7 separate regions of the Mus musculus genome follow, and regions 1, 2, 3, 4, 6 and 7 are each linked to region 5. The links are chromatin contacts, called in public HiCAR-type and promoter capture Hi-C maps. All regions are on one chromosome and are shown on one strand. The core of a region is the stretch at or near the end of the contact, and the rest is flanking DNA. Distances in the headings are between cores, read along the strand shown. Region 1 holds the start of Ift172 (intraflagellar transport 172). Region 2 holds the start of Mxd4 (Max dimerization protein 4). Region 3 holds the start of Nrbp1 (nuclear receptor binding protein 1). Region 4 holds the start of Eif2b4 (eukaryotic translation initiation factor 2B, subunit 4 delta). Region 5 holds the start of Yes1 (YES proto-oncogene 1, Src family tyrosine kinase). Region 6 holds the start of 4930557J02Rik (RIKEN cDNA 4930557J02 gene). Region 7 holds the start of Ppm1g (protein phosphatase 1G (formerly 2C), magnesium-dependent, gamma isoform).

Region 1 (3,990 bases), core at 1,333-3,832, 1.3 Mb after region 5:
AACAAGACAGGTGATGTGGGACCAGTGAGTGTGATAAGGGGGATTTGGGTGCAGAGGGATCATCACTGAAAGACAGAATAGGCGGTGTGTCGGTGTGTCTGTGTGTGTGTACACTGTGTGCATGGAATGTCTGGGATGGAGGAGTCCAGAAGGCAAGGGTGGCATATTTACCTTTCTGGAATTCAGGATGGGTAATTTTTCTCTTACAGAAAAAGTCTCCATCAATCAACACCATTGATGTTTGATCGGATGAAGAACCAGAACCAGAAGAGAGGATGCACTGTGAGGATGCACTGTATGAGTAAGGGGGCGGGGGCAGGAAAGCCTAAGATGGTGACCCGCTTGAGACTCCCACAAGGCAGTATGCTCCCAGAATCCCAGGCTGGTACCCATCCTCTTTCCACTGTAAGCAGGGCCAGAATGTAGGTCTGGTAGATTCTGTATCCCTGGACTTGGGAGTGGATATCAAATGGAATATCTCCCATCCCCCAGGTCCAGGGGAGAATCACTTATTCAACCCTATCCCACTAGGTCCTCGCTAGGGGCCCCATGTCACCTGCATCAGGACTATTGGCACTCACTAGCTGCCCCTACAGCTTGCCTCTGGGCCTCAGAGAGGGGTGTTTCTGCCCGGGTTGCCCTCCTTCAGTGAGTCAGAAGAACCTTCTGGGCCTAGAGGCAGACGCTGCATTGCACTATTCCAGTGTCTTCCACGGAGCCTCTGGGGCTCCTCCCTCACCTGGCAGCCCCTCCAGCTGCTGGTGATCTCACCCCTGGGACATTTTTCCAATAAAGGTTCTGGACAAACTGGAACTGACTGGTTCCTGTATGGTATGCTGAAGACATCTCTACACCTTGTCAGTTCTTCTCAGGCCTCCACCAACCTGAAAGGACAGAGTCTTGATAAGATGTTTGCGTCAGTGTAACAATGTATTCATCTAAGATGGGCGGGGAAAGACAAAAGGGGAGGGGATGAAAGCCAAAGGCCTCCCTTCTTTGTCTTTGCTGAATGAGAAGAGAGAAAATGAGAAGTCACAGTTTTCATACCAACAGAAACCAGGCCATGTCATATAAAAGGGCCAGTAGATTTTTTTTTTATCTTTGTTCAGGACCTTGTGCATACTAAGCAAATATTCTACTGTTGCGCTATATAACCAATCCCTTCCCTGCACTTTTGACTCCAGCACTCACTTTGGGGAAATGGTCAGAAGGGCTGAGCTGTCTTAGGAGCTGACAGGAGAGCAGCCACCACTAATGTGCCCTTGGTGCCATGTGTTCTCACCCCGGGCACACCAGTGCCTCGTCTTTGTTTTCTTTTTCATCTATGTCTTTGTTCATTCAAAGTTAATAATAATTGTAATCCATAAATGAGTTTATATTTATACTCTAACATATCCAGAGGATTCTAGAAATAAAGCTGAGGGGTTTGGATGCCCCTATCAAAAAAAGTATAATTTGAGTTCTGGGACCTATTTGTTACCTGTGAAAAAAGGGAATCTGTCCCCTTCTGATTCTTAATTTTCTAGAGGGATGTGGTGGCAGGAAGAGAAATACTCGTTACCATTGGCAACTGCAGTGCGCTCAAGGCTTTGGGCCCAGCATTTGCCTGGGGGGCATATGCTATGCTTTTAGGGGGGGATAGGGCTTGCCCACCTTGGGTCATTTAGAGAAGGCCTATGACTAACGTTTCTGCATTTCATTCTGTCTCTTGATCTTTTGGGAGAAACAAGAACAAAAATTATTGAAAGGATCCCAAAGAAGATGGTATCTTTTTTTGCTTAACTAATCACAACCACAGGTGTCATGCAGCTCTAAACTAGGAGGGGAACCAAGCTCTGGTCTGCCTCCTGCACTGTCCCATAGAGACATCTGGGTTTCAGGAATCTGCCTTGAACTCAATGACCAAACAGGGTGCCTTTTCTTTCCCTAGCCAGTGCTTCCAATATATCCACCATATCCTGGATAATTTCCTGAGACTGTGTTTCAGAGTAGAGAAGTTGGGCATGGAGACAATGAGTTGAGGAGAGTTGAGCCTTCTTACGGGAATTAAAAGGTTATTAGCTGTGGGTTAAATGCCGGTTCCACCCTTTACAAGCTGTTTTAACTTTGGCGAGTAACTCCTTTAATCTGCCTCCTGTTGGGTAAAATGGGTCTGTACCGCTGCTGAATTCAAACACAGTGCCAAGTATATCCTTGAGCTTTCACTGTTATCTGTCAGTATTGAGTGGCCTCCCGCAAGTCACCTAAGTTTTGGGATGACGTGAAGATTTCAGCTCCGCGAATTGTCTTTTGCCTCTCGTAGCACCTGCCTTGCTCTCCTCCAGAGTTTAAGCAACTAAAGCACATCTGGCCGGGTAGGACAATAAGAAAACGTAAGGATATGGTGACGTAGAATCCGGAGAGGACCGAAGACTTGTGGGCGGAGGTTTGCGTTAGGTTTGCATGCAGCCACAGGATTGGTCGCGGAGAGAATTCCACAACCCCTCTTATGGGCCCGCCTTAGGACTCACTGCGCTTGCGCACGTCCTGTTCGCTCCGTCGCGAACCCACTACGTGACCTTATGACGTATGTCGCACTCACGTTGCCTGTGCGTCAGCGGTTAGCGCCGCCGATGCTTGGCGGGTTGTCCAGGTAACCACGGGAGTTGTCTCGGTCAGTGAGCATCCGAGACCGGTGTACGTCATGCAGTTGAAGCACCTGAGGACCCTGCTGAGCCCTCAGGTGAGGAATCGCATGCCTCTTCCATTCCCAGGCCACCAGGCGTTCAAAAAAAAAAAAAAAAAAAAAAGTAAGGGAACATAAGTTCATACTTTTTGAGCGTCTACTTTGTTCAGAAGACCGTGAAAGCTCTTTCAGCAGGCGACATGCATCACTAACGACTCTAAGCTTTCTTTGCATGACATTACATCAGTTGAGTGCCAGGCCCCAAGCTTAGGCTCTCCGGGATCACCCGCATTACGCGTCAAGGCTCTTTTTGGAAGGAGAGGCGCATATATAGTCAACCTTCATAAGTCTACACAGGATGAAATGAGCACTTTAGATATAAACCCTAAAAAAAGGTAGAGCAGAAGCTGAACCCTCTTTTGGATTGTGAAAGTGTGTCTCCTCAGAAGCAGAAGAGGCTGGGTGGGCGCTGGAGGAGGAGCCCAGAGACATAAACGAAGATTATGTTTGGTTTGGGCGTGAAGAGGACAGAGTCTCTGTCTTAGCTTAGCTCCAACACTGACTTGACCAAATGGTATTTCTGGCTTTAACCATCACCATACGCAATCATTCTATCACTAGCTTCTTCATCTGGTAAAGAAAAGGCGCAGGGAGAGCAACTGTAAGCGACTTAGGAGAATGTTAAATAAAGTTCTACACAGAACAGAATCTTATAAGCCTTGGTAGCCCAGGCTAGTAATCTCAGCAATTGTGGAGGTAGGAGGATCAGGAATGCAAGGCCATTCTTAGCTACGTGGAGAGTTCAAGGCCAGCCTGGGCTACTTGAGACTCTTAGGAGAGGGGGTAGGGGAAGGGAGAGAAGGGAAGGAAAGGGGAGGGGAGAAAAGGGGAGGGGGAAGGGGAAAAGGGAGAGAGGAGGGAAGGGAAGGGGAGGGTAGGAGAGAGAGAGGGGGGAGGGGAGAGGAAGAGGAAGAGGAAAGGCCTGTGAGCTGGCTCACTGGCTAAGGTACTTGCCACTAAGCCTGACCTCCTGAGTTTGAGCCCTGTGACCCACACAGTGGAAGGAAAGAGCCAGCTTGTGCAAGTTGTCCCACCCCACTCAAAATGTAAGGAAAAAGTTTTAAAGAGCATAAGAAAACTGGAAAGCCATAAGAAGGATGATTGACAAGAGAGAAAGGCATTCCAAAGTGAAAGGACAGGCTAACACAACACAGATAAGAAGGTTGGCTATGGGGGAAATGACTCATCACCAGCGTGGGAAACTGAGTTCAGATCTCCAGCATCCTCTTCAGAGCCAGGTGCACCTGTAATCTCAGTGTTTCGAA
Region 2 (4,025 bases), core at 1,504-4,003, 1.6 Mb before region 5:
AAAGGAAGCCAGGACTGAGTAAGTGGGAAAAGACCTAAGAGCAGCCTTCTAGTAGTTTCTCATCACTGTGTTTGTGTGTGTGTGTGTGTGTGTGTGTGTGTGTGTGTGTGTGTGTGGTGGTGGTGGTGGTGGTGGTGGTGGTGGTGGTGGTGGTAAAGCGGCCCTTTCTCATACTGGACCCAAAGCTCTTTGGTCAATTCTCCAAATGTCCCAGAAATGGGTGCTAGAGCCTCATTCCTAGTCAGAGAAACAGAGGTAGGAAGGCCAGTTAGGGAAAGGCCAGGCAGATCAAAGACCTGTTATCCCTGGTCATCTACCCAAACTCGGGGAGGCTCTATGTCCTTTCTCCTGGGTCATGCTGAATTTACCATTTGTGAGGGAAGATGGCACTGAGGACTTGGGCCAATGCAGTGGCAAGATGGAGGTGTCTTCCTTCTTACCACCTTGGACTCCACAGTTTCCAATTGGGAAAGTCTGGGCTCTGTCTATACAAGGCACTAGCTTTCTCTGGATGGGCCTGGCATGTCACAGTGACCTTTGATGAGGAAGGTGGTCTTGGTTGGCCAGCCTGATGCCTCCTTTCCCCAGATCTTGGGAACTTTGGGACACAGATGCACACAGGCACTGCTGGTGCCCCTGCCCCATCTGAAGGCCATGGGTGGAGAGACCCCTCTGGTCTAAAGGGGACAAACTTGCCCTTTGTACTTGCAAGCCACTTCCTGTTCTGAGCAGAGGCTTCCAGATCTCCCCTGGGAAGCCAGCTCATTCTGCAGCCTCCTTGAGCAGCAGGCTTGCTGTCCTGCCCCTGGGACTTCTCTAGAGCTGACTTTTACCTATCAGGTCACCACTACCCACTCCTCCCAGCGTTCACATGCTCTTGGAGAGGGAGAGCACTTCTGGCACAGGAAAGTGCTTTGTCTTGGATGCAGCTGGTGGGAGCTAGTGTCCCCAGTTGAGATTAAAAATTTCCAAGGCTAGGAGGCTATTCTTGTGCTCCACTTCAACACACCACAGCATCCCATCCCAGTAGGAGGAGGGAGCAGGCTGGGGAGGTCAGGCTTGCCTTAGCACTTAGAGGCAACTCACCAGCCTGCCAAAGCAAAGGTGCACCCTTCAAAATGCTGGGCCCGCATGCTAAGCTCAGGGGCCCAAAGCTCAGCATTGAGCATGGGCCTCAATGCTCCAGAAAGATGGACACCCTTCTCCTTTACAGCTCTGGACAGCCCTGGCCCTGGAGTGATTGTGGGCTTGGTCAGAGAGGCACTTCAACCAATACTAAGGAGTTCTTTCAGTGTCTATACAGGACTGTTTATGACCGCATGAGGTTCCTCTTTTGTTTTTTTCAGGGCGCCATCAGAGCACCTGTTATTCTTAATCCTGCCCCACAGGTCAGACATCTGTGGCTCACACCCAGGCTGGGAGGGAGGTGGTTCTGGTTTCCACATTCCCAGATTGTTAACAGCTCTGGGTGTGGGAGCAGTAATCTCCATCTTTCTATTTCAAGGGGACACTGCAAGTTTCCTTATCTGCATATTGGGCATATGGAGAGCCACAAGGAAGTGTGCACAATGCATCCACCTTGGTCCTAAAGTAAATTCAATGCTAATAATCTTTGTTGTTTGCTACAGTACCTTCCTTCCATTTTAAGAGCTGCTATCTAGCCACCTTATTTCCCACAGAACTCTCCAGCCTGCTATTTTGTCCTCAACCTAATAACAGAGAGAGGATCAAGGGGTGGGAGAGGATGGATACAGAGGATGGTGTTAGGGCATCTTGAGCTGTCTGTCCCCCATGCATCTATAGGCCAGCATGAGGGCCTCGGGTCATTAGGGCCAGGAGTTTGCTGAAGAGTTCACCCTCTTGTCACCATAGCCTGGCTCTTGGCACGGCTCTACCCTCAGACCAAGCACCGCAAACAGACACTCACGGATCCCTCTTGCTCAGTAGTGTCAGTAGCTCTTGGTGCCTCTCCCTTAACCCTGGTGGCCTTCCTTTTTACTCCTGATGGCTGATCCTGCCTACTTTGGGTCTGACATCTGAGAGGCTTTTAGATTCCAATGGTCTGCGTCCCTGTCTCCAAGTTTTAGCCTTCCCTGAAGCCAATATTCCTGCCAGAGACAGGTGTCCTTTGCTGTTCTTTAGCGAGATCCCAGCGCCCGCCCCTATCAGGCCCCAAGCCTGGTCCTCCACCGAGACTATGGTACCAACTGACTCCGGGCAACAGGTCGTTGCGCACGACATGCATGGGCACGACAAAGCGCCAGGGCGCGTGTCCGCAGCGCATCCTGCCTGGTGTCTCCCGAGACACGGTCCACGTCCTCCTGGCCCCCGCGTAGGCCGGGCAGCAGTCCCACCACACAGTGCTTCCTCTCGGCAACCGGTCCTGCCCGGGCGTCCTCATTGGCCCCACGCCCTGTCACTGGCCATTGGTCCGCGGACTCAATTTACATAGACCGTTCTGGCCCAATCGGCGTGCAATGCCTACTTAACATGCACGATGGCCGCCAGTCAGCGAGCACTGGGGCTGGGCCACCACGTGCTGTTGCTAAGCTTGGGCTTCTAAATTGTTACTACTGGAGCCAGCCTATCCTAGCCAAGCTTCGCATCTGTCAACATTCTCAGCTCTGCCCGAGGCGTTCGGCCAGTCCCTATTGGGCAAGGCTAGACAAGAACCCGCCCCCTAAGCCGGAGCGCCCACACCTATTGGCTGCGTCGACTGCTGCTCGACTTATGTGTCAATTTGAGGGCCTGAGGCAGAGGGTGGCGGCCCAGCGCTGGAGTCCGCGAGTCGGGCTGGTGTGCCGCCAGGCGCGGGGCGTGCGGCGAGCAGAGCCGGCAGGAGCGCGCCGGGCAGCCGCCGCCGCCGCCGTCCCGTGCGCGGGCGGCAGGATGGAGCTGAACTCTCTGCTGCTGCTGTTGGAGGCGGCCGAGTACCTGGAGCGTAGGGACCGAGGTAGCCCGCGCCCCTTTGTGCCAGGGTGGGCGGGCGGCGGGCGGGCGCAGGGGGCCGCTGACCGCACCGTCTGTCCCGCAGAGGCCGAGCACGGCTACGCCTCCGTGCTGCCCTTCGACGGCGACTTCGCAAGGAAGAAAACAAAGACGGCCGGCCTGGTGCGCAAGGCCCCGAACAACAGGTACCGCCCCCAACCCCCACCTCCCACCCCCGCGCGCTGTGCCAAGCCAGCTCGGGTCGGCCCCACCCGAGTGTCCCCGTCCTCTCTGCGTCCCCAGTACAGTCCTGCGCGCACCCGGGCGGCCGGCCTGGAGGAGGTGCCGGCCCCGCCCGCGCGTCGCCATCTTCCCGCGGCCGCGCCTCCCCGCCGCCGTAAACAGTGCCACGCGTACAGCGGCCGCGCTCGCCGAGGGCCGTTCTGGACTTTTCCAGACCGGAGAGGAGTTGTCAGTTGGTGCCGACCGCTACTCCCTAGTTTGGGCCTAATTGGGGACTCCTCCCTCCCTTGCACTTCTCGGAGCTGGCTTTGCTCTTAGACCCAGCACCTTATCCCCAGGAGCCTGGACAGAGACCTCTCTCTGGCTACTTAAGCGTCCTGCGCAGCTTATTGACAAGGAAACTCCAACCACAAGCATAGGGCTGGCTTTGTCGCGAAGAGCTGCAGGGAGCTATTTCTCTCAAAAGTTCCAGGGCTCAACTACACTGTTTGCCTTGGCCTTGTGTTTGGAGGAAGCCCTGAAGCTGAGGTTTAGGTATGGCTAGGACTGCTAAAGGTTCCACCTTCCTGGCTGCAGTGGGATCCAGGGCACACCTGACACTGTCTAGGGGCTAACTTTGGCCCAGCTACTCCTGTGTGGTCAGTCTGAGAGCTTCCTTAGCAGGCTGGGGGCTTCAGGGCCCCTTGGCAGAGGGTGCGGCTCATTCCTGTGGCCTGTCTGTTCTTGGGAAACAGAGAGGCTGGCACAAGGACCCATTTCTGTGGTGTCCTAGGCCTGGCAAAGAACAGGTTGAATTACCAACGGCCTGAGTCCCAGCCCCTGGTCTCTTGCTTTGAACAGTTTGCAGAAGGACT
Region 3 (3,782 bases), core at 456-2,955, 1.4 Mb after region 5:
AAAAAAAAAAAAAAAAAAAAGGGACAATCAAATGAACACAGACTGTAAAAAAAAAACTGAAACCTGTGTGTGATTAACTCAAGGAAGAGCAGTCTAGTAAGAAAGCGATACCCTGGAAAGTAAACTTGCACTCCAGAGTCAGTTCAGAATACCTAAGACCTGCAATCAACACCAGAATGGCCATACAACTCTCTTGCGACCCTTTCTACGCATCTCTCCCCAGCCTATACAGTTTTATCTGAATCGAGGGACTTGTATTAACGCTCTAGTAAACGCAAAGAACACTACGGGACGGGGGCGGGGGAGGGGAAATCTGGTAGGATACTTCCCCACTTTAATTTCTAAGGAAAGTCCTTGAAAGCCTCCTCAGTCTGCCAAGACAGCTATTAGTTGCGTGCATGTCTTAATAAACCACTAAAAAAGATGAGTTAAGGATCACTTTTTCCTCCGTCCCCTATCAAAGAGCTAAGAAAATAATAAAGTCTGTTTCAGCTACATTCGCAGAATGTGCATCCAATCTGAACGGATAAGTGAAAGTCTAGCGAGATACAGAATATACTCTGGAACGTCAAAGCCCATGGAATCTAAAACTACAGGACCAAGGAAACAGGCAGCCCCTCCACGGGGCACTTAGAGAAAAGATGAACTGTCATCAGAGACAAACATCCAGAAAGCACATTGCCCTCCCAATCATGTCCCAGAAGGTAAAATAAGAGCAGTGCCTAAAGATCTCCAAGCACTCCCGCAAGAGATGCAGAAACGTGTGCAACACTGGGGGTTCTGCCTCAGAGCTGCTGGCAGTTTTAACAGGGATCACTGTGGAAAAGCTCATTTGCATCGGTGAGGGTATCTCCTCGAAGCCTCTAGCTACCCTGAGGACGCATAGTACATTCACTACAGGGCATTGTCTGTCATCTCGCAAAGTTGTTCTCCCGGCTTCCATTATTAGTTGAAAGCCCTCTGCACATCACCCCGCATAGCTCGCAGCCACAGGCCGCTCTGAGGAAACCCAGAAAGCCTCTGAGGTCAACAGAACTGCTCAGTCGGAGAGAATGCAAGCTCGGAGGGAGGAGGCCCTCAGCTTGTCAACACTCCAACAGGTCGCCCGGCCAGTATCTGGAAGGAAGCGGCGGCGGACAGACAGTGGCCGGCCAGGAGACCGAGCACCACAGCCACCTCATCAAAGGCCAGCCCTGCCCCGCCGTCAGGCCGCAGACCACGCCCCCGCGCTCGGCGCGCCGCCCCGCGAGCAGGCCCGGCCCGGACGCCGCGCTTCCTTCCGCAGGCCCTCGGGCCCGGGCCCCCGCCCCGCCCCCGCCCGCGCCGCCTGCCCCGCCTCTCGCGGCCAGAGTTCCAAGAGAACGCCGGGGCCCCCCGACCCGCGCCCGCAGAATTCCGGGCCGCCGCGGCCACGCCGGAGACACCAGGAGGGCGGGCGGCGCCCTGGGGCCAAGGTGGCCCCTCAGCTGCGACGGGCCGGGCTAGGTCGGGCCTGACTCCCGAGAAAGCAGGGCCGCCCGACAGCACCCGCCGGCCGCGTCCTGCCGGCCCGCGGCTCGGGGTCATCCTGCCGCCCTTCCGCGAGCCCCTCCCTCCAGGGCCTCTTTCTCCGGAGCTCACCTCCCGACTCCGCGCCCGCAGCCTGCGCTTCAGCTCCAGCTCGGGTTCCGGGGCCTCGGATCCCAGCGACTCCCTCACAGCTGCGCTCCGCAGCGCAACCGAACTGCGGGCCCCGCCCTCGCGGCGTCCGGACCAACAGTGGGCGGTGCCGCACCGCCGCCAGGTTTCCATTGGACAGGGCAGCGGGGGGCGGTTCCCACAGACCGAGGCTCTCAAGGCAGTCTACTGCCGGGTCTCCTCCCCTTGCGGGGTTCCGGCAGACTGCCTGCCAGCGTTGTCTTCTTGTCTCTCTGTCCATCCTCCTCCCAGTCGAGGTGCCCCCAAGTAATTCTGCCGGACGAAAGGAAGGCCTTCTCTCTCTTCTTGAAAGCGCCATGACAGTCCTAATCCTCTAAGAAGACAAAAGGAACGGAAGACGCAGCCTTTCAATCTGAGGAACGAACCCACCCACATTCCCCATTTGGGAAAGAGACAGTGCACTGGTCATCAAATTTTCAGAAAGCTTTTTTTTAATCGCTTAACATGAAAACTAATAGTTGCTGATTTGCATAACATTATTTACCCAGACATAACCTGATTCGACCCACATAAGGGAGAACTCATTGAAGTTATCCAATGATAGTTGGCAAATTCGAAAAAGAAACAAAACAAAACAAAAAAAAAAAGTTACTCAAATTTAAGTTGACATGAGTCCAAAATAGAATCCGAAGTAAGAAGATCCATCAAAACTGTCTTTGAAAAGGTATTATTTGGAAAGAGTTTACATTGTCTGTGAGTGTAAAGAATTACAATAGATTCTGGGTAAGCCATTGATCTTAGAAAGTTAAAGGCAGAATTTAAGAGATGTATAATACCATTATACATGTATTATCAAGGAAGAAGGATGAATCATCTGAATCTGAGAATGTCACAATCACCAATTTTACTCTCCTTAAAGGGACTAGTTAATCCTAGTTCACGGGTTCACACAGAAATCCTATAGAGACTCATTTTTTTCTCATCTCTTCACTTTAAAATGCTTGCTTTAAAAACTGAAATTTCAACAAGCATGCCAGAGAGATCTCTGTGAATTCAAGGCCAACCAGGGCTACATAGTCTCAAAAACAAACTTTTTTTTTCACCCAGCATAGTAATGCATACCTGTAATCCTATCACTCAGTAGGCTAATGCCGTGAGTTCAAGGTCAGCATAAGCAATAGAGCAACAACACTGTGTCAAGACAAAATAGAATTCTGATGTTGGATTAAAAGATGCACTTACCTAAAATGTATAGCACACCATTTCAAAGTTTGTTCTAGTCTCAGAAGGGTGCTCATCCTCTCCAGATTAGCCTTTCTGCCAAAGCCATTGTAACTCCTGAGCCATGGCAAGCATTCATGACATATCTGTTCATGCTACTTTAGTTCCTATTATTTTCTGTCAGTACTATTTCAAATGTGCACAGAGGATCTTTTGGCAACCTCATTTTCAGTTATTTTCTCATGTATACCTAAAATGACCAACTGCTGCCTACATTTTTACCACCTCACTTATGTTTCCTGATTACAAAAGTAATAAATACTAGCCAGATGATGGTTGTGCATGCCTTTAACCCCAACACTCCGGAGGCAGAGGCTGGTGGATATCTGTGCACTTATAGCCAGCCCGGTCTACAGAACAAGTTCTAGGACAGCCAGGGCTACAAAGAGAAATCCTGACTTGGAAAACCAAAAGCAAACAAAAAATAATGAATGCTTATTATAAAAACTCAGAAATTAGCTTGACTGTGGCCCAAGCCTTTAACCTCAGGACTCAGGAGGCAGAGGCAAGAGGATCTCTGAGTTCAAGGCCAGCCTGGTCAATAGAGTTGAGTTCTAAGACAGCCAGGTCTACACAGAGAAACCATGTCTGTGAAAAACAAAAACAAAAAAGAAATTGATATGGAGACAGAGCCTAGCAATTAAGAGCACTCTCTGCTTTTGTAGATAACCCTGGTTTGGTATATATACATGGCAGCTCACAATTATCTGTAGCTCCAGTCTGAGAAAATCTGGCACCCTCTTTTGACCTCCATGGAACCTAGGCATGCATACAGTATACGGAAGCAAACACTCATAAGCATCATAAGCATTAAAATAAATCTTTTGAGCTGGGTGTGGTGGCTCTTGCTGATAATCTCAGCA
Region 4 (3,784 bases), core at 1,061-3,560, 1.4 Mb after region 5:
GTCTCACTGCTCCCAAGCAATGGGTCTTGCCGAACTGTGGAGTCAAGAGAACAATATTCTAGTAACTTAAGACTCACTGTAGGCTTCCCCCGCCCAAGTCCTCTTAGTAGGTCCCCCAACCCCATTTCCTGGGCTGACGGTGGCCTGCCACACCCCCAGCTGGCCTCACCTCACACACTGTTTGCATAAATTCTTCACCTGCCCCACCCTTGGCTGCCATCTAGTTGAGTCCAGTCTACAGAACTAGGGAAATAACAATGATGTTAATCTGAAGCACATGAGATACAAAGTTCTCCCCACAAATTCCTCGTAATTCTACTATTGTACTAGTATTTCTCACAGAGATAAGTTTCCACATTTCTTTACTAATATGGAAAGTTTAAAGTCCGTGATGGCTATTCGCTTTGCTGGTTAAGTAACATCAGACCAGAGACTTCCTAAATCTAACCATTAAGATGGGGCGTTTGACAGAGCCACCTGACTTCAATCTCTCCCCGTGCGCTCACAGCAGCCTAGAGTTTACCCGTGCACTCACCAGCTTGCATGTACTTCTCCAACTGCTCTCTCCTCTGCTCCACCTCTGCAGGGGTCAAAGAGAACAGCTTCTTTGGGGGGAATGCAGGAACCACGTTGGCCCCATACTCCTTCCGAAGCTATGGCGAGAAAGAGATACAATTCTTCACATAACACAGGAACTGAGTGGTGACAACTAAGACTCACCCAAGTCCTCCTGGGTTCTTCTAACAACTCTTTAAAAGACGTGTGACAAAAGATGACTTTGGCAGAGTCAGGACCCCCAAAGATCTTAGGTATAAATTCTTGTATGTGTTCATGTGAAGACATTATAGGGTGATTTTTCATGGGGTCCTGGGTCCAGGAGCCCTTTGATTTACATAGCAAGACTGCTCAGTAGAGAACATTTATAGGGAACACTTATGTGCACAGATAATAAAGTCATAGCATACTCAAGTGTGTTGAAGGGACTTTGCTGATCCAAGAATCTACTTTTTATCTGGAGAAACTGAGGCGGGAAGAAATTAACTTGCTCAGGACTGACATCTAGTAGAAACAGGGCTCTCTAGAGATTCACTATCTATACAGAGCTCACTATCTGGTGAGGGGGGAAACATTTGGACATCTTATACACTGATGGGACCAAGAACACACAAGGAAAGCAGCGAATGGTTTGTATTAATCCGGGGAATGAATTCCCAAGTTATAGTTTAGGTGCCAGAAGGAATGTGCTTTGACTAACAGGGTTCAGTTTTTCCATGCAGGGGCAAAGGATGAAAAAGGAGACAGCTCAGAGAAGGAAGGATGTGTGAGTATAGGGAAGTACAGGAACTGTGAGAGACAAGCCGCTCAGAGAGTTTCCGGAAATGTCACGCTAACAAAGTCCACCTTCCACTGTAGCAGTGATTATAGGGTGATGTAATGAAAGGGGATTAATGTCCGTGGGTATGGAAGGGCTTGAAGCTGCATCTAGACAGGGTTGTTAGTCCCACCTGCTCGTGCAGCCCCAGAAGCTGGCTGTAGCGCACCCGACAGTGCAGGACTCCATTCACGTGAATGTTATAGGCCTGAGGACACAAAAGCAGGCAAACATCTCAGGATCGACGTGCAAACCACCTCTTGCCCCAGAAACCTGTCCGGAAGTTGCCTGACATATCCGTCTGCGCAACGCTCCGAGACTTCCCGGGATTTAGCCTGTTTTTCCCCCAGGGCCGGGTTTCAAGCAGAAGGCCCAGTCCCGAGGACACTCGGGCGCTTGTGCGGCAGTATCCCTCCCGGAGATGACAATAGTGCCCACCGCCAGAGCAGTCGCGGCCTGGCCGGGGAAAGAAGAACCTATTGGAGCTTGGGGTGGCTTAAGTACGAAACTGAGACATGAGATGGCTTCCAGTGAGGTTCGAAGGCTGGAGGCCGCTCCGAGAGCTCCGGCCCGTTATCCCCGCCCTGGCCCAGCTTCTAGCACCTCCTCACCACGTAGGCGGAGCCGCCGCTGTCCCCACTGCGGGACTCCGTTTCAGGAATGGAAAAGTGCATGTTCCCTAAGGCAGAGCTCCGTACTACCAGGTTCGCAGCGCCTCTGCTCGCTTGCCTCTGCCACTCAGCGCGTCTCCGCAGCCCAGCTCGCCATTTTGGTGGGCCTGAACTCCGAGGTGGGAAGGCTGTAGGATGACGGCTCTGCGAGCAGCAACCTCGGCATGCTGGGAGCTGTAGTCGAGCGCCGGAGACGCTCCTAATTGGGAACCCAACATCCTTTGGTCCTCACCGCGACCCGTAGTCCTGGGCGGGACCCAGTGCACGCCGGAAGTTGTAGTCCGCTGGGGACTGACTCCGCGGGAGGCATCAGGGGAGCCAGCAGCCCAGGTGGCGCTGTAGTGTGAGTGACCTCGGCGGGAGGAGCCTAGGACCCACAGTCATGGCTGCGGTGGCGGTGGCTGTTCGCGAAGGTGAGTGAAGGGCTAGATGCACCAAGTGGTAGAAGAGCAGATGAACACTGGATCGCTGATGCGGGGTCCGGAGCGCCTTTGGGCCTTGCCGCCGGGTTTCTGCACGTCGCGGGACTCTGGTTTACAAGATCTAGGGCGCAGCAGGGTGCTGCTTGCCGGCTGTTCCCAGAAGGGTGACTGACCCTTTTCCTCCCACGCCTGTCCTTTGATCCTGCCGCGCAGTGCGTCCCCACGCGGATCCCAGAGCGCCTCGCGCCCGGCAGCCGAGCTGTGGTCATGCCAACCCAGCAGCCAGCTGCGCCGACGAGTCTCCCCAAGTCCTCCCGGAGCCTGTCTGGCTCACTCTGTGCCCTGTTTTCTGATGCAGAATCGAGATCCGAGATGAAGACTGAACTTTCTCCTCGGCCCGGGGTAAGTGAGGGAGAGACCTCCTAAGTCGCCTGTCAAGAGCTACACAGAAAGCTGTGTCACCTTCATTTGGCCCCATCTCCCATCCTTTTCAGTTCATCTCTTAGTAGAACTGGGAGATTTTACAGAGCTTAACGGTGTGTGACTATGACTGAAGAAGTTTCTCTCCTTACTTACGTAGACTTGTAACAGAAGTCAGAGAGTGTTAGGAACTTAACCTTGGGGGAATCTAGTAAGCATCTTGATAAACCTTTGGAATGGCCTGGGGTAGAGCAGTTCCCGTGTCTGTGTCTCAGGCAGCAGGGCGGGAGTTGACCCAAGAAGAGAAGCTTCAGCTTCGAAAAGAAAAGAAACAGCAGAAGAAGAAACGGAAGGAGGAAAAGGGGGCAGACCAAGAAATTGGCTCTGCTGTGTCTGCAGCTCAACGGCAAGGTGCGGGGACGCTTTAAACGGCCGGGGGTAGGATGCTGGATGAGGGATTTGCAAAGGGAGATAGAACAAAGTTGGTTTGAGCAAGTACAAAAGCGGTTACTTGGAAGGCAGAGCCTGATGGTGCTGGCTGGTGGTGGCTTACAGCACACCTTTAACCCCAGCACTAAGGCCAAAGCAAAGGCAGGTGGATCTCTGATGAATTCCAGCCTCAGTCAAAAAAGGAAAAAAAAAAAAACTTAGATAAGGTAAAAGGGAAACTAAGGCCAAAGCAAAGACAGGTGGATCTCTGATGAATTCCAGCCTCAGTCAAGAAAGGGAAAAAAAATAGATAAAAGGGAAACTTTGGTTGGGGCAAAGAGATCACCGTCCTAGAGCCCAGGCACCTCTTCCCTCTGTATTTCATAGACCCAATCAGAGAACTCCCAGGACCTGGTAGTCAGCTGGGAGGTACTGCTGGGGAGAAACTTCCAGCTGGCCGGAGTAAGGCA
Region 5 (4,007 bases), core at 1,042-3,541:
AGGTTTCTTTCCTAAACAATGGTAATAAGTAATAAGACTAATAAATGATGCTCACACCAACCTGAACCACTAAATTGGAAGCTCAATATATTTTTTTTAAAAATTACCAAGGCTGGAGAGTTGGCTCAGCAGTTAAGAGCATTGACTGCTCTTCCGGAGATCCTGAGTTCAATTCCCAGCAACCACATGGTGGCTCACAACCATCTGTAATGGGATCTGATGCCCTCTTCTGGTGTCTGAAGACAGCGACAGTGTACTTATATAAATAAAATATATTTTTTTAAATTACCCACAGTAGTATGCTATTACTGTTAGAACTATGCAAATTTGAACTGTAAGTAAACAAGGATTTAAACAAGTATACAAGTAGTAATATTTCACTACTCTTTTAGCATATTCTTTTATTTATATATGCAATGAAATAAAATTTTATTTGCAAAGACAATGGGTTTTTTTGAGAATTTCTTCAACTAAAAACAATTTTTGACTATATATTAATATTATCCTTTGGCCATGAGATAAATTTCACACCTATCCCAAGAAGACAGGTCAAGGCTGTAATTTCACTTTCAGTTGAACAGAAAGGAGTCAATTTTGTGGTTTGTGAAGTCAGCAAAAACTAGCTACAAAATTAAAGGTATAACATTACCGTAGTTTTATGGCAAAGCACACATTTTAAAAGCTTTTATTTTATCCTGGAAATATGGAATATAAACAGTCTTGTATCTAAGTTTCAATCAAAGGCAATCTTCTCCCTCCCCTAAATTTAGGACCTACTGAAATGTCAACCAGCATCTACATTTTCACTGAGGTTTTGCTGGTATTCAAAAATAAGATATAGCTAAATGCATTTAGCAAGCGGAAAAAATTCCTGAAGAACAACTTTCCTACAGTTGTATTCTCTCTCATATATGTTGCATATAAGAACTTTGGCTTTTAATTTAACACTCCCTATCTGCCCACTCAAAATGTTTCTAGTCCACACCATTGTGCTGGTTAATAGAGGTAGCACACATTTGGCCTTAAATTGAGTCACACATGCACACTTAATAACATTTTCATTAGTGAGTAATTTAAATTTAGAAATTTAACAGGATGTTTAAACTCACTTTCAATTGCCAATTTTGGTCAGTAATTTTACACGAAATACATGAATATACCATACCGAAATATCCTGTGAAATCACATGTAAAAAACACAGCTGTGGAACACACAAGAGAGGTACAAAGTTATGTTTCAACTGCATACTTTTCGTTTATTTACTTTGATAACTGTCATTTCCACTGCTGTTCCAATCACTTATGCAAAGAATAACTACATCAAAACTACGCTATGCCCCATTCACAATCCCTATACCAGAAACGATATTCCCACTTTTTAAAAACAACTCTTTCTCAAGCCCAATAAAGCAAAAGCTGGAAGCAATTATCAAGAAGCAAAACACAAACAAAATTTTCGTTGACACAGGAGGACAGAGAACCGAACTCACGGGGAGGCGGAGTGGCAAGGCACTTAAAAGTGGCCGCTGATTGTAACACGTCCCAACACCCTCAAACCCAAACAAAGGAAAACTTTATAAACAGGTCGTGGTTTGCAATCAAACCAAGTACAACCCGCCGCTCACCCGCTCGCTCCACGAGTTCCACTCCTCGCTCCAGACAGTTGCTGCGGGCGTCCGGCGACACAGACCTCCAGCCGCTAGGACGAGAAGGGGCCGCTGCCCTACCCTCTGGTCCTCATTCGGGAGTGACCCCACGTCCTTTGGGGTGGAGGGTGCAGCGGCGGCACCACATAGGCTGGACCACTATCCGGACTCCCGCAGAATCGGGAAGTACTGGACAGGGCGGAGACCGAGGCACTGGGCAAGCAGGTAGTGAGCCCAGGAGACGAGACACTCACGCCCGCCAGCCAGACCGCGGGAGGGGAGAAGTTTCTCCTCAACTTCCAGACTCCGGGACCAGTAGGCGGACAGCGGCAGGGGCGGCGGCGCCTCGAGAAGCCCGGGAGCAGGAGGGTGGATGCCGAGGCCTAGAGCTGCCCGGTCCGGGTCAGCTGCCTACGTCGCGAGGCCACGCCGCGAGCTTACCTGAGTCCGGCCGCACTCGCACGGGTCGCCGCGGGGAGAAGGCGGCCGGCCGAGGTGGACGCCCGCGGGTCCCTCTCCCTTCTCCACCTCCAGGTCGCGGGGCGCCAGGAGGCAGCGACGGCGGCGCAGCCGGCCCGGGACGCTTTACTTGAGGAGGAGGGAACTCCCGGACGCCCGCACCCCGCGGCCTCCCTCTCTCCTCCTCTCGCCGCCGGCCCCGCCCCTCCGCTCCGGATCGCGCGCGGGGCGGGGGTTGCGGCTACCTGCGCGCGCCCGCTCACCGGAACTCGCGCTCTGCTGTCTGCTGGGAGCGCCTTCCGGCGCGGGAGCTCTGCGCGGGGTCCGCGGGCCGCTGGGAGGCCCGGCCGTGTCGTGCCTGCCGGCCCAACATGGCGCCAGGGGTCAGGCGTGCTCCCGAGGGGGCGTGAGGAGAAAGCAGCAGCGGCATGTGGTTCCCTGCCTTGCCCGCACGCCGACTACCGCAACGGGCGAAGCGGGGCTCCGCCTGGCTCACCGAAACACTGAGGGGTGTGGGGCTTTGTTTTCGGAGGGTGATCGGGGTTGGGGTTCTTTGGAGAAAGGTTGACTGTTCATTTCTCAGCTTTGTGCCTCCGCACCCTTTGTCACTGATAGTAAAATCACAGTCGAACCGCGTGAGCCATCAGGGCAGTGCTGACACCTTGGTTCTCGTCTGGCCGCAGAAGCTTCCTGTTGACTGTAGGTCGAACCAGCCTTGCCGCGCGAGTAGAACCGAACCTGAGTTGTGTTGGCAATTCTCCCAGGAATGGTGGCTCTCACTTAGAGTGGGACAGCATTGTATTTGATCCTCGTAATAGGGAACCCGGACAGGCACTGTGACTCTTCTTGACAGCTATGAAAGCTGACGTTTGGGCCCCTTGAAGTGAAGAAGTCAAGATGAAAGGTTTTTTGTTTGTTTTCCCTCCGAAGGCCTTGCATCGTTTTTTCTGCTTGCCTTGTAGAAAAAGGAAGGGTTTAGGAGGAACTGAGGTACAAGATTGAGAGGGTCAAAAGACAATCTAGAAGTACTCCTGCTAAAGGCACGTCTGCCTTATCACACTCTTAATTTCCCTTTTGTATTTCCTCTTTGGTGGGGTTATTCGAAGTATTAATGTGGGACTGTTGGTTTCCTTTGTGGTTTTCAGAGAAATTCAGCATCATCTTTGACATATCAACTCCGTCAGTAGTCTGGTACTTTAGCAACTTAAATGCACACAGCTTTAAAAAGTTTCTTCAGAGAAAGGAATGGGAATCCACATGAACAACTATGTGTGATGTAGCGCGGTGCTTTATTTTGCCATTGACTGGTGCATTAAGGGGTTTTTTTGTTTTGTTTTGTTTTTTTTTTTTTTTTGTTTTTTTGTTTTTTTGTTTTTCTCTGTATAGCTCTGGCTGTCCTGGAACCCACTTTGTAGACCAGGCTGGCCTCGAACTCAGAAATCCCCCTGCCTCTGCCTACCAAGTGCTAGGATTAAAGGCGTGCGCCACCACCGCCCAGCAAGTTTTTTCTTGAAACTAGAACGTTAGTTACTTGAGCTGTTGCCTTTCTAAACCTACAGATAAAATAGAAATATATTTGTGACCCTAAACTCTCCCAATTTAAAAGACAACAAACAAAAACCCTCTCAATGTTAGTCTAACCTGTTTTGAATTTGTTTTATATTTTATTTTGTTTTACTTTGCTTGCTTTTTTGAGACAGAGTCTTGTGTAGCCCAGGATAGCTTTGAACTTGCTGTGTAGCTGAGGATGATTTTTGAGCCCCTCCTTCTCCTGTCTCTACCTCCCAGTTTCTGGGGTTACAAGTAGGTACCATCACACACAATTTCTGTACTTTAAGGTAGGGAGAGAGTATCAAAAATACACCTACAACTTAAAGGTTACATTTAATGGCTATTTTAGAAA
Region 6 (4,139 bases), core at 1,157-3,656, 1.5 Mb before region 5:
CACTATCTTCACATTTATCTTGTATTCTTTGTTTGAGAGCCTCACCTTTAACAGCCAGGCTACCTCTCTAGCCCACATTTCTCTATAATGTCTATCACCCCACCATTCATACATCTTATTTTATTTATTGTATGTCCACTACTAAGCTCTATGAGGGTTAGGGCAGGATTTTGTTTTTTCAATTTCATGACCCCCACACCCACAATTGATACTGCCACAATATCATTTTGAAGCTTATTAAGTTCTAGGAAAGATAGTCCCTCATATACTATAAAACATGGAAAATAGTCCCAATTCTACAGTAGTGTATTTAGGATTCAAATCGATTTAAATCATACCTTATAAATATATGCTAAATATATACTAGGAAATTTTGCATGTGTATGAGTTGTGTGTGTTTGCACGTGTGTGTATATACATGCACATTTATGTATGCATTTTATTTTATTGAGGCAGAGTCTCTTGTTAAATGTAGAGCTCATCTATTTAACTAGTCTAGCTAGCCAGCTTGCTGTAGGGATCCCTGTCTCCCCAGTGATGGGATTTCAGGCAGGACACAACGAATTTACATAGGTTCTGGGAATCTGTCATAGGTGGCTTCAGCTGTCAACTTGACACAAACCTAGAGTTATCTGGGAAGAGGGAACCTTAACTATAGATTTGCCTTGATCAGACTTTGCTAATTGATATAGGAGAGGCCAGCCCACTATCTCTGGCACACAGGTGGGTCTGGGCTGTATAGCAAAGGTATCTGAACTTGAATCTTGGTGCACGTGAACCAGCAGTCATTCTTTTATGGTCTCTGCTTCAGTTTCTCCCTCCAGGTTCCTGCCCTGACTTTCCTTGATGATGGAATATAACCTATAAGAGTAAATAAACCCTATTCTTCCAAAGTTGCTTCTGGTGTTTTATCTCAGCAACAGGAAGCAAACTAGAACAGAACCTGAATTCCAGTCTTGGTGTTGGTGTGGGAAGTGCTTTTTTCCACTGAGCCACCTTCCATAAGAAACTCTTCTGATGTTTGTCTTACCAAGATAGACTTTAGCCAGCCTGTATTTCTCCCCATGAGAAGGCAGGGTAGCCATTAGATCACTTCATCCTAGATGTATCCTTCAGCATGTGCCAGGGAGGTCCCCATATTCCATTTTCTACCATTCTTAACTTCTTCATTCTCATTCTTGTGTCCCTTATCAGTTTTACCTAAGCCAAGACCCAGTGCTGTTGGCACTTTGACCTCCCTACCATTTTGGTCTCCTGTTCTAACAAATCAAGGCCAAGCCACATAACTTTCAAAGCACTATACAGTGTCTATCAATGGAGCCAGGCAAGCAAAATCCACCTATACACCATCACTCAGTGTGCATGTCTACTGGACTCCTGGTTTCTTCCTTTCTTACCCCATCAAAGAGCTCTTTTTAATGTATTGTACTTTTTCCATAAAGAGGAACTTGGGCTTAGTGGTTTAGGGCTTCTGGCAGTAGCAAGATACAGTATCAGAACCCAACCTTACCATCTATTTGGTGTGACATATCTGAATCCAAGTCTCTTCATCTTCATACTGGATGGAGTGCCTGCCTTGTAGTAGTGTGACTAAGTTTCAGTGTGGCAACCTTGTGAAATGGTAGCCTGGTATCTGCTATGATAAATGTTAACTGTTATCCCAGATTCAGAAGTTCATAAGGTGATGGAAGAAGCTGCAGTTTAGCACGTGTGGGTCCTTCTGTGAAAGGTGTGTGGGTAGGCTGCTTGCCCAGAACATCTCTTGAGCAGGTTGCACAAGTTGTGGGTGGAGAAGAGTAGACATGCAAGAGCATATGCCATCCTCAGCAGTGTGGGTAGGAGTGGCACCGTGCAATGGCAGAAGGAAAGACCTGGCATGCCGAGAGGTGGAACACTTGGAGGCTTGGACCAGGTCCAGTGTGTGTATTCTGCACAGGAGCTTCAGGAGTAGAAGCTTTTCTCAGAGATGAGCCCTGAGTCAAAGCTTCACAGTGTATGAAATACACATAAGAAGTAATGCCCACCTCATAGGATTCACTAGTTAATCGAGGTGTGTATATACTACATAAGGATAGATAGAATTTGATATTACAATATTTTTCCAAGACCCAAATTACTATCTAAATGGTGAATTTTCTTTTGTTTAGGAACATACTGTTTTGGACACTGAGGTGTAAATGTCCCGTTGTTTGTTTTAATGCCAAGGACTTTGTGAGAACAGTGCTGCAGCTCTATGGTGAAGATGGCAGTTGGAAGCATGGTAAGTCACCATTCTCATTGTCTCTAAGACTTAGAAAAGTGGTCAGGCCACCATGTCACCTGCTCCAAGGGCTCTTGGCCACACAGACACTGCTTCTTCACCTGCCATGGACACTTCCCCTCCTATGTCTGGACTCTTCTTATATTTGTACCAGTTTATACTCCTTTAGTGTAAAGAATGACCGCTGAAACACAGTCACAATGGGCTTTGTTGTTATCATCAATGGATACAGATACTAAGATCTACAACCCAGAGAGTACCAAACAAGACAGTATAAAGGGTAGGGAATAGCTGCTATATGCCTTTAATCTCAGTACTCAGAAAGCAGAGGCTAGAGGGTCTCTAAGTTTGAGGCCAGCTTGGTCTACAGAGAGAGTTCTAAAATAGCCAGGACTTCACCAAGAAACCCCATCTTGAAAAATGAGAGAGAGAGAGAGGTAGAGAGAGAGAGAGAGATAGAGAGAGAGAGAAAGACAGAGAGACAGAGACAGAGAGAGACAGAGAGACAGAGACAGAGAGACAAAGACAGAGCGACAGAGAGAGCGAGCGAGCATTGTCAGGTATGGGTTCCATTTCATGGAATGGGACTTAAATCCAATATAAAAGTACTTTCAGAACCTTTTTGCCACTATTGTATCAGAATATCTTGTAGTCATGCCGCTATTGTAGGTAACAGGGTTTATAGCTGGGTGATATTAGCAATTGTCTTTAACCCTTGTCAGGGGGCAGAGTAATTATGAACACGTAGGGGTTAAGCTTCTGGTTTGGCACCAGCTGGACTTCTTCACATTCAGTAACATAAATATATGTTGTTTGCAACAGTAGGGCTTTACCACCTTACGGTGGAAAACAGTCATGGCCTTGGTAATAGTCTCTGATGTTTGGAGGGATTCCATGGGACCCCTTTGGCCAACAACTCAAAAATATATAGCTTTTTCCTGGCACTGGAAATTTTACTTGGTGGCATTATATGGTGATTCCATTTAGATTCATTCCATATATGCCTATATTAGGAAGCTTCTACAATAGTGGGTTTCCATATGACTTTTCAAATGCCTTTAGTGTTAGGTGTACCTCTCATAGTCCCTACTTAACTTGGATCTTCCATCCTCTGTCCCATCGAATCCTTCTGGTTTAGTTCCCCTTCTCCCCACAGCACTATATTGTATTTCCCCTTTCTTGGAAGATCCTCTCTATCCCACTGACCTTACCTAATGTCTGTAGTTATTTGAATTTTAGTACACATATCAAAAGCTTAAAAACTTAACATCCACATATAAGAGGAAACATGTAGTATTTGTCTATTTTGGGTCTGGCTTATTCACTTGGGAATTTTTTTCTCTATCTCTATCCTTTTAACCTTCAGATTTCAAATTTTCACTGGTTTTTAAACAACTGAATGATATTCCATTGTGTAAATGTGCCATAGTTTCATTTTCCATTTATCAGTAGATGGACATCTTGGCTGTTTCCAATTTCTGGCAATTATGAATAGTACAGCAGTGAACGTAATTAAGCTAGTGTCTCTATAGTAAGATGTAGAGTCCTTTGGATATATGCCCAAGAGTGGCATAGCTGGATCTTGAGGTAGATCTATTCCCAGCTTCCGGAGGAACCTCCACACTTATTTCCACACTGGCTGAATTTACTCCCACAGCAATGAATAAATGTTCTCATTTGCCAGAATTCTTGTCAGCATTGTCAATTGTTTTATTGATGTTGGACATGCTGACTGGGGTAAGATGGAATCTCAGAGTAGTTTTAATTTACATTTCCCTAATGGCTAAGGATGTTGCACATTTCTTTAAATGTTTCTCAGTCATTTGTGTTTCATATTTGGAAAACTCTCTGCTTAGTGTAAAGATGGGAAACAATTGCC
Region 7 (3,809 bases), core at 1,108-3,607, 1.4 Mb after region 5:
GTGAGGGTCCCTCCCGGTTCGGGGGACTTTCATAGCCAAGGATGACTTTGATCTCCTGATCCTATCTGTACCATCCAAGTGCTGGGATTATACGTTGTACCACTCTCTCTAGTGTCATGTGTTAGGGAACAAATTCAAACCCAAGAATAAACAGCAACAGTAGCAGTAGAGTAATTGCATGTTCCCCCCAGTACCCCCTTTTCCAGAGATCTCATTGAGGTTCATGACAACTTACAAGCCTCATTCAAATCTACCCTCATGGCCTAACTCCAACCCAGAATTTCCACTATTTTTTATAGGAAACTCTCACCTTAAATGGGACAGCTTCTTCCCAACTGGTGCACATACCAAACAGCATCTTGTGTGTGTGTGTGTGTATGCACCCATCTAATTTTGCCATCCAAAGTCAAAGCCTTGGTACCATTTATGCATTTATGAATTCAACAGACATTTAAGATTTAGCACACACAGTATTCGAGGAACAATGGGGACACAGGAAAGATTAATGGGGATCCAAACTTCTGCAGGGGATAGGGAGATCCTGAAGCAGCCTGGAGAAGTTCCCACCAAGTAAGGTGGGTGGAGAGTTGTATTTGGTGGGTGAAAGCAAGCCTTGGGGGGCACAAGAAGGCTGACTGATGAACTGAGTTATTACGGAAATACAGAAGGTTGTGGAGAGGACCAATTTTAGTGATTTCTGATAATTAAGAAATTTGAGCTGGAGATGGCTCAGCAGTTAAGAGCACTAACTGCTCTTCCAGAGGTTCTGAGTTCAATACCCAGCAACCACATGGAGGCTCACAACCATCTGTAAAGAGATCGGATGCCCTTTTCTGGTGTGTCTGAAGACTGCGACAGTGTACTCATATAAAGTATACATACAAAATACATATAAAAATAAATCTTTAAAAAATATTGGACAGAAGAACTGTAATTCTGGGATTTGCTTATGAGTTGAGGGTCTAATTCTATAGCCCAAGTTGTCCTGAAACCTGGGATTTGTGATCTTGCCTCAGCCTCTTAAGTGCTGGAATTACTGGCAATGAGCTATAATGCTGGGCTTAGTTTTTTGTTATTTATTTAAAATTTATGCATGTGTGTTTTGCCTGCATGTATTATGTCTGTGCACCACTTGGACGCCTAGTGCCAGAAGAGGGCGTCTGGTTCCTTGGAACCAGAGTTATAGACAGCCATGTTGGTGCTGGAATTGAACCCCGCTAATGTGGAAGAGCTACCAGTGTTCTTAACCTCTGAGCCAGCTCTCTAGTCCCCAGTTCTTTCCAATGAGTTGATTTTCTTTTACTTTCAGGAAATTACTCCTTTCCGTTATATATAATCCATATAATGAAAAGAACCTGCTGGATTGTCCCTCCAACCCTAACTACCCGTGGCCAGCACCCCAGTCCTTAGTTCATCACGTTCAGATTAAGAGCATTCTAACCAGTTACAGTACCCGCCAGACTCTTCCTCTGGTGTCCAGTGCACACAGAATTAGACTAACAAACGCAAAACAGGCACCACCACAATGACGACCACATTACCCATCTTGATGCTAGGCCATCCATCCATCGCTAGATCTGTTCCTACTTAGAATCGCTCTCCACAAAGAGGCCAGCCAGCTTCCTCAATAAGCCAGCCCAATGTAGTTTACACTTTCCTCAGTCCTCCAGCCTTGTATCCGTATTCCCTTCTCCCGTGGCTAAACGCCACCCTCAGGCACCTTCTCCGAGGGTCTTAAATCTACATTGGCGATAAGCAGCTCGTTCCCGCCTCTTTGCTCTCGCCTCACCCAGCACTGCACCAAACAGTTTCTACCCTGTATTAATTCGAATTTTTCCACAGACCTAGGTCTCCGTTTTCCTTTGTCAGTACAGGCCTCACAGAGCCTGGCCAAAGACCGCGGAAGCGCAGTACAAACGCTAGTCAACTTTAATTGAACCGAATCCGGCGGGGTTTGTCGGAATCTGAGGGCGTGGAGGGAGAGAGGGAGGGACAGGGCTGACAAAACCGCAGAACGCAACTGGAAGCCCCAGGTCCCACACAATAGAGACTTCAGGCAAAAACTGCTGAGACCAGAGCCCCGTGCTAAAGCACGGTCAGCGTGGAGATGGCCGCACATCGCCATGGCTCCCTCCAGCCCCAGCCGTTGGTGGGCGTGGCAACCAGTCTCGCGGGAGCGGCGGTTGGGCGGGCCGTTGTCCCCGAGGGCGGGGCGAGTTGCTAAGGAAATGACCGCCCGCAGCGGCTCACCGCGCCAGTAGGGCGGGGCCTGGAGCAGCGCGGTTTCCGCTTCCGCCCTCTCCCCGCTCCTGTCCCGTTACCGCCTCCTAGCCGGCCTCGCGCCTTTCGCCGGCACCTTGCGTCGACTGCGCAGCCGGGCCCGCTCCTTGCCACGCGCGCCCCCAGGGGCCCCGGCTCCGGCGCCGGCAAGGGTCGCGTCCCGCTTACCTGTTCCTCAGGTAGCCAGCCATCCGCCGCCATGGGTGCCTACCTCTCTCAGCCCAACACGGTGAAGTGCTCCGGGGACGGGGTTGGCGCCCCGCGGCTCCCGCTGCCCTACGGCTTCTCCGCCATGCAAGGCTGGCGCGTCTCCATGGAGGTGAGACAGGGCCCCAGCGGCTGGCCACTGCATGGCAGGAACCTGACAGAGAAAGGGAGCGAGGGGGATGGGGTTCTCCTCAAGCAGGGGTCCCTGACGAGAGCCTGCAGCCACGGTGCGGGAGGCGGCGGCGAGCGCGGGATCCGGGCGGAGAGGGAGCGGCTAGAGCTTGGGGACCGCGGCCTGATGGCTAGTGGCTGCGGGAGCCCTGCCATGTGAGAAGAGGCACCTTCCGCCTACTGGCCGCCGTCTCTCCGTACCTTCGCGCCATCCTCTGGTGCCAGCCCAGCCCTCCAGCTTTTCCAGCGGCATGGGGTTGTCAGAGGGAAGAGGGAAGACTCGTTATTTGTTCGCTTATTGGTCGAATAGATGTGAATGACTGGTTCGTTTTTATTCTTGAAATATGTAATGTGGCAGGCCTCTTGGGGCTACAAACTTGATGGCGAAAAGGAGCCCGGGTAATAATGTGCTTTCCATTCTTAACCCTCAGTTGCTTTTAGCCTTAGACACCTCATGTTAATTTCAGAAGCCCCGCTTGACCTTCGAGAATTGTCACTCGTTCGTATTCTTTTCGAAATCTTTTATGATCTTTAGGAAAGGAATCGTGTCTGTCACTAGGCTTGCTTTTATTTTTTATTTTTTGAAATATGCTTGTAATTTTTTTTCTTACTCGATTTCTTTAAAACTTACTGAGTTGTCATTTTCCTCTGCATATAATTTAGTATACTCGATTTTCAGTCTTGTCATCAATCCTTTTTTGTCACCATCTACGAATAACTTTTAAAAAGAAAAGAAAAGTCCACTTTGGATGAAAGGGAAAGCAATCATTTGGATTGACAGTGTTGAGCAAATGGATGTGAAACTACAATGAACAGGGAATAGGTGTCTTTGAGCAATTTTGTGTGAAGTCTAAGGGACTAGTGAAAAGTTCTAATTATGTCTGGAATCGAGGGTTTATCCAGTTAGTAGGTGGGCTACAGGTAACAGCCAAATAGTTTCCCTTGGTGTTTTTTTTTTTTTTTTTTTTTTTTTTTTCTCTCAAATTCCCTCGCTCCTCCCTGTGGTTAGCTCTGGAATGACAGTGTGAACCTAAATGGTTTGTTCTCAGACTCAAAAGCTATTTTCACCAGCTTTTGATTATGGCTCTAGCATTATCTAGATCCAGCAGAATCTAGATAAATAATTTCAGCAAGGAGAGGGTCCTATTCAT

Evidence for each region. Promoter capture Hi-C pulls out the DNA fragments that hold promoters and counts their contacts. HiCAR-type assays count read pairs that join an accessible place to other places. Capture Hi-C pulls out chosen DNA fragments and counts their contacts.
Region 1: a contact with region 5 is called in a promoter capture Hi-C map of liver, with 2.8 times the contacts expected there. The contact joins the promoter of Ift172 here to the promoter of Yes1 in region 5. A contact is called at or near these places in 7 of 39 promoter capture datasets (the 3T3-L1 cell line, embryonic stem cells, hematopoietic stem and progenitor cells and 3 more), 1 of 115 datasets of contacts at active chromatin or transcription factors (stem cell-derived neural progenitor cells) and 2 of 9 other capture datasets (adipose tissue and liver).
Region 2: a contact with region 5 is called in a promoter capture Hi-C map of liver, with 4 times the contacts expected there. The contact joins the promoter of Mxd4 here to the promoter of Yes1 in region 5. A contact is called at or near these places in 3 of 39 promoter capture datasets (frontonasal cranial neural crest and liver).
Region 3: a contact with region 5 is called in a promoter capture Hi-C map of liver, with 2.9 times the contacts expected there. The contact joins the promoter of Nrbp1 here to the promoter of Yes1 in region 5. A contact is called at or near these places in 4 of 39 promoter capture datasets (cranial neural crest, liver and stem cell-derived epiblast-like cells), 1 of 115 datasets of contacts at active chromatin or transcription factors (astrocytes) and 2 of 9 other capture datasets (adipose tissue and liver).
Region 4: a promoter capture Hi-C map of liver shows a contact between it and region 5, with 3 times the contacts expected there. The contact joins the promoter of Eif2b4 here to the promoter of Yes1 in region 5. A contact is called at or near these places in 2 of 39 promoter capture datasets (both in liver) and 1 of 9 other capture datasets (adipose tissue).
Region 6: a contact with region 5 is called in a promoter capture Hi-C map of liver, with 2.4 times the contacts expected there. The contact joins the promoter of 4930557J02Rik here to the promoter of Yes1 in region 5. A contact is called at or near these places in 2 of 39 promoter capture datasets (hippocampal neurons and liver).
Region 7: a contact with region 5 is called in a HiCAR-type map of astrocytes, with 4 times the contacts expected there. The contact joins the promoter of Ppm1g here to the promoter of Yes1 in region 5. A contact is called at or near these places in 3 of 39 promoter capture datasets (hippocampal neurons and liver) and 1 of 115 datasets of contacts at active chromatin or transcription factors (astrocytes).

The regions. Positions count from the first base shown.
Region 1 is chr5:31,289,706-31,293,695 of GRCm38.p6, reverse strand. It overlaps Ift172 (intraflagellar transport 172), which reads left to right and starts at 2,582. Exons shown (of 48, transcript NM_026298.5): 1 at 2,582-2,722. The coding sequence starts at 2,684. Fndc4 (fibronectin type III domain containing 4) reads left to right here. Exons shown (of 7, transcript NM_022424.6): 6 at 1-10; 7 at 210-1,454. The coding sequence ends at 245.
Region 2 is chr5:34,186,438-34,190,462 of GRCm38.p6, reverse strand. It overlaps Mxd4 (Max dimerization protein 4), which reads left to right and starts at 2,753. Exons shown (of 6, transcript NM_010753.2): 1 at 2,753-2,953; 2 at 3,035-3,134. The coding sequence starts at 2,890.
Region 3 is chr5:31,238,841-31,242,622 of GRCm38.p6, reverse strand. It overlaps Nrbp1 (nuclear receptor binding protein 1), which reads right to left and starts at 1,705. Exons shown (of 18, transcript NM_147201.2): 1 at 1,621-1,705.
Region 4 is chr5:31,191,665-31,195,448 of GRCm38.p6, reverse strand. It overlaps Eif2b4 (eukaryotic translation initiation factor 2B, subunit 4 delta), which reads left to right and starts at 2,310. Exons shown (of 13, transcript NM_010122.2): 1 at 2,310-2,456; 2 at 2,824-2,867; 3 at 3,161-3,296; 4 at 3,702-3,784. The coding sequence starts at 2,426. It overlaps Snx17 (sorting nexin 17), which reads right to left and starts at 2,145. Exons shown (of 15, transcript NM_153680.2): 1 at 1,984-2,145; 2 at 1,506-1,580; 3 at 536-653; 4 at 1-34. The coding sequence starts at 2,046.
Region 5 is chr5:32,609,455-32,613,461 of GRCm38.p6, reverse strand. Yes1 (YES proto-oncogene 1, Src family tyrosine kinase) reads right to left here and starts at 2,291. Exons shown (of 12, transcript NM_001205132.1): 1 at 2,087-2,291. Gm10461 (collagen alpha-1(II) chain) reads left to right here. Exons shown (of 2, transcript XM_030254958.1): 2 at 1,410-4,007. The coding sequence ends at 2,238.
Region 6 is chr5:34,117,007-34,121,145 of GRCm38.p6, reverse strand. 4930557J02Rik (RIKEN cDNA 4930557J02 gene) reads right to left here and starts at 2,406. Exons shown (of 4, transcript NR_040703.1): 1 at 2,025-2,406; 2 at 1,511-1,939. It overlaps Poln (DNA polymerase N), which reads left to right. Exons shown (of 25, transcript NM_181857.4): 6 at 2,148-2,260.
Region 7 is chr5:31,219,093-31,222,901 of GRCm38.p6, reverse strand. It overlaps Ppm1g (protein phosphatase 1G (formerly 2C), magnesium-dependent, gamma isoform), which reads left to right and starts at 2,357. Exons shown (of 10, transcript NM_008014.3): 1 at 2,357-2,599. The coding sequence starts at 2,480.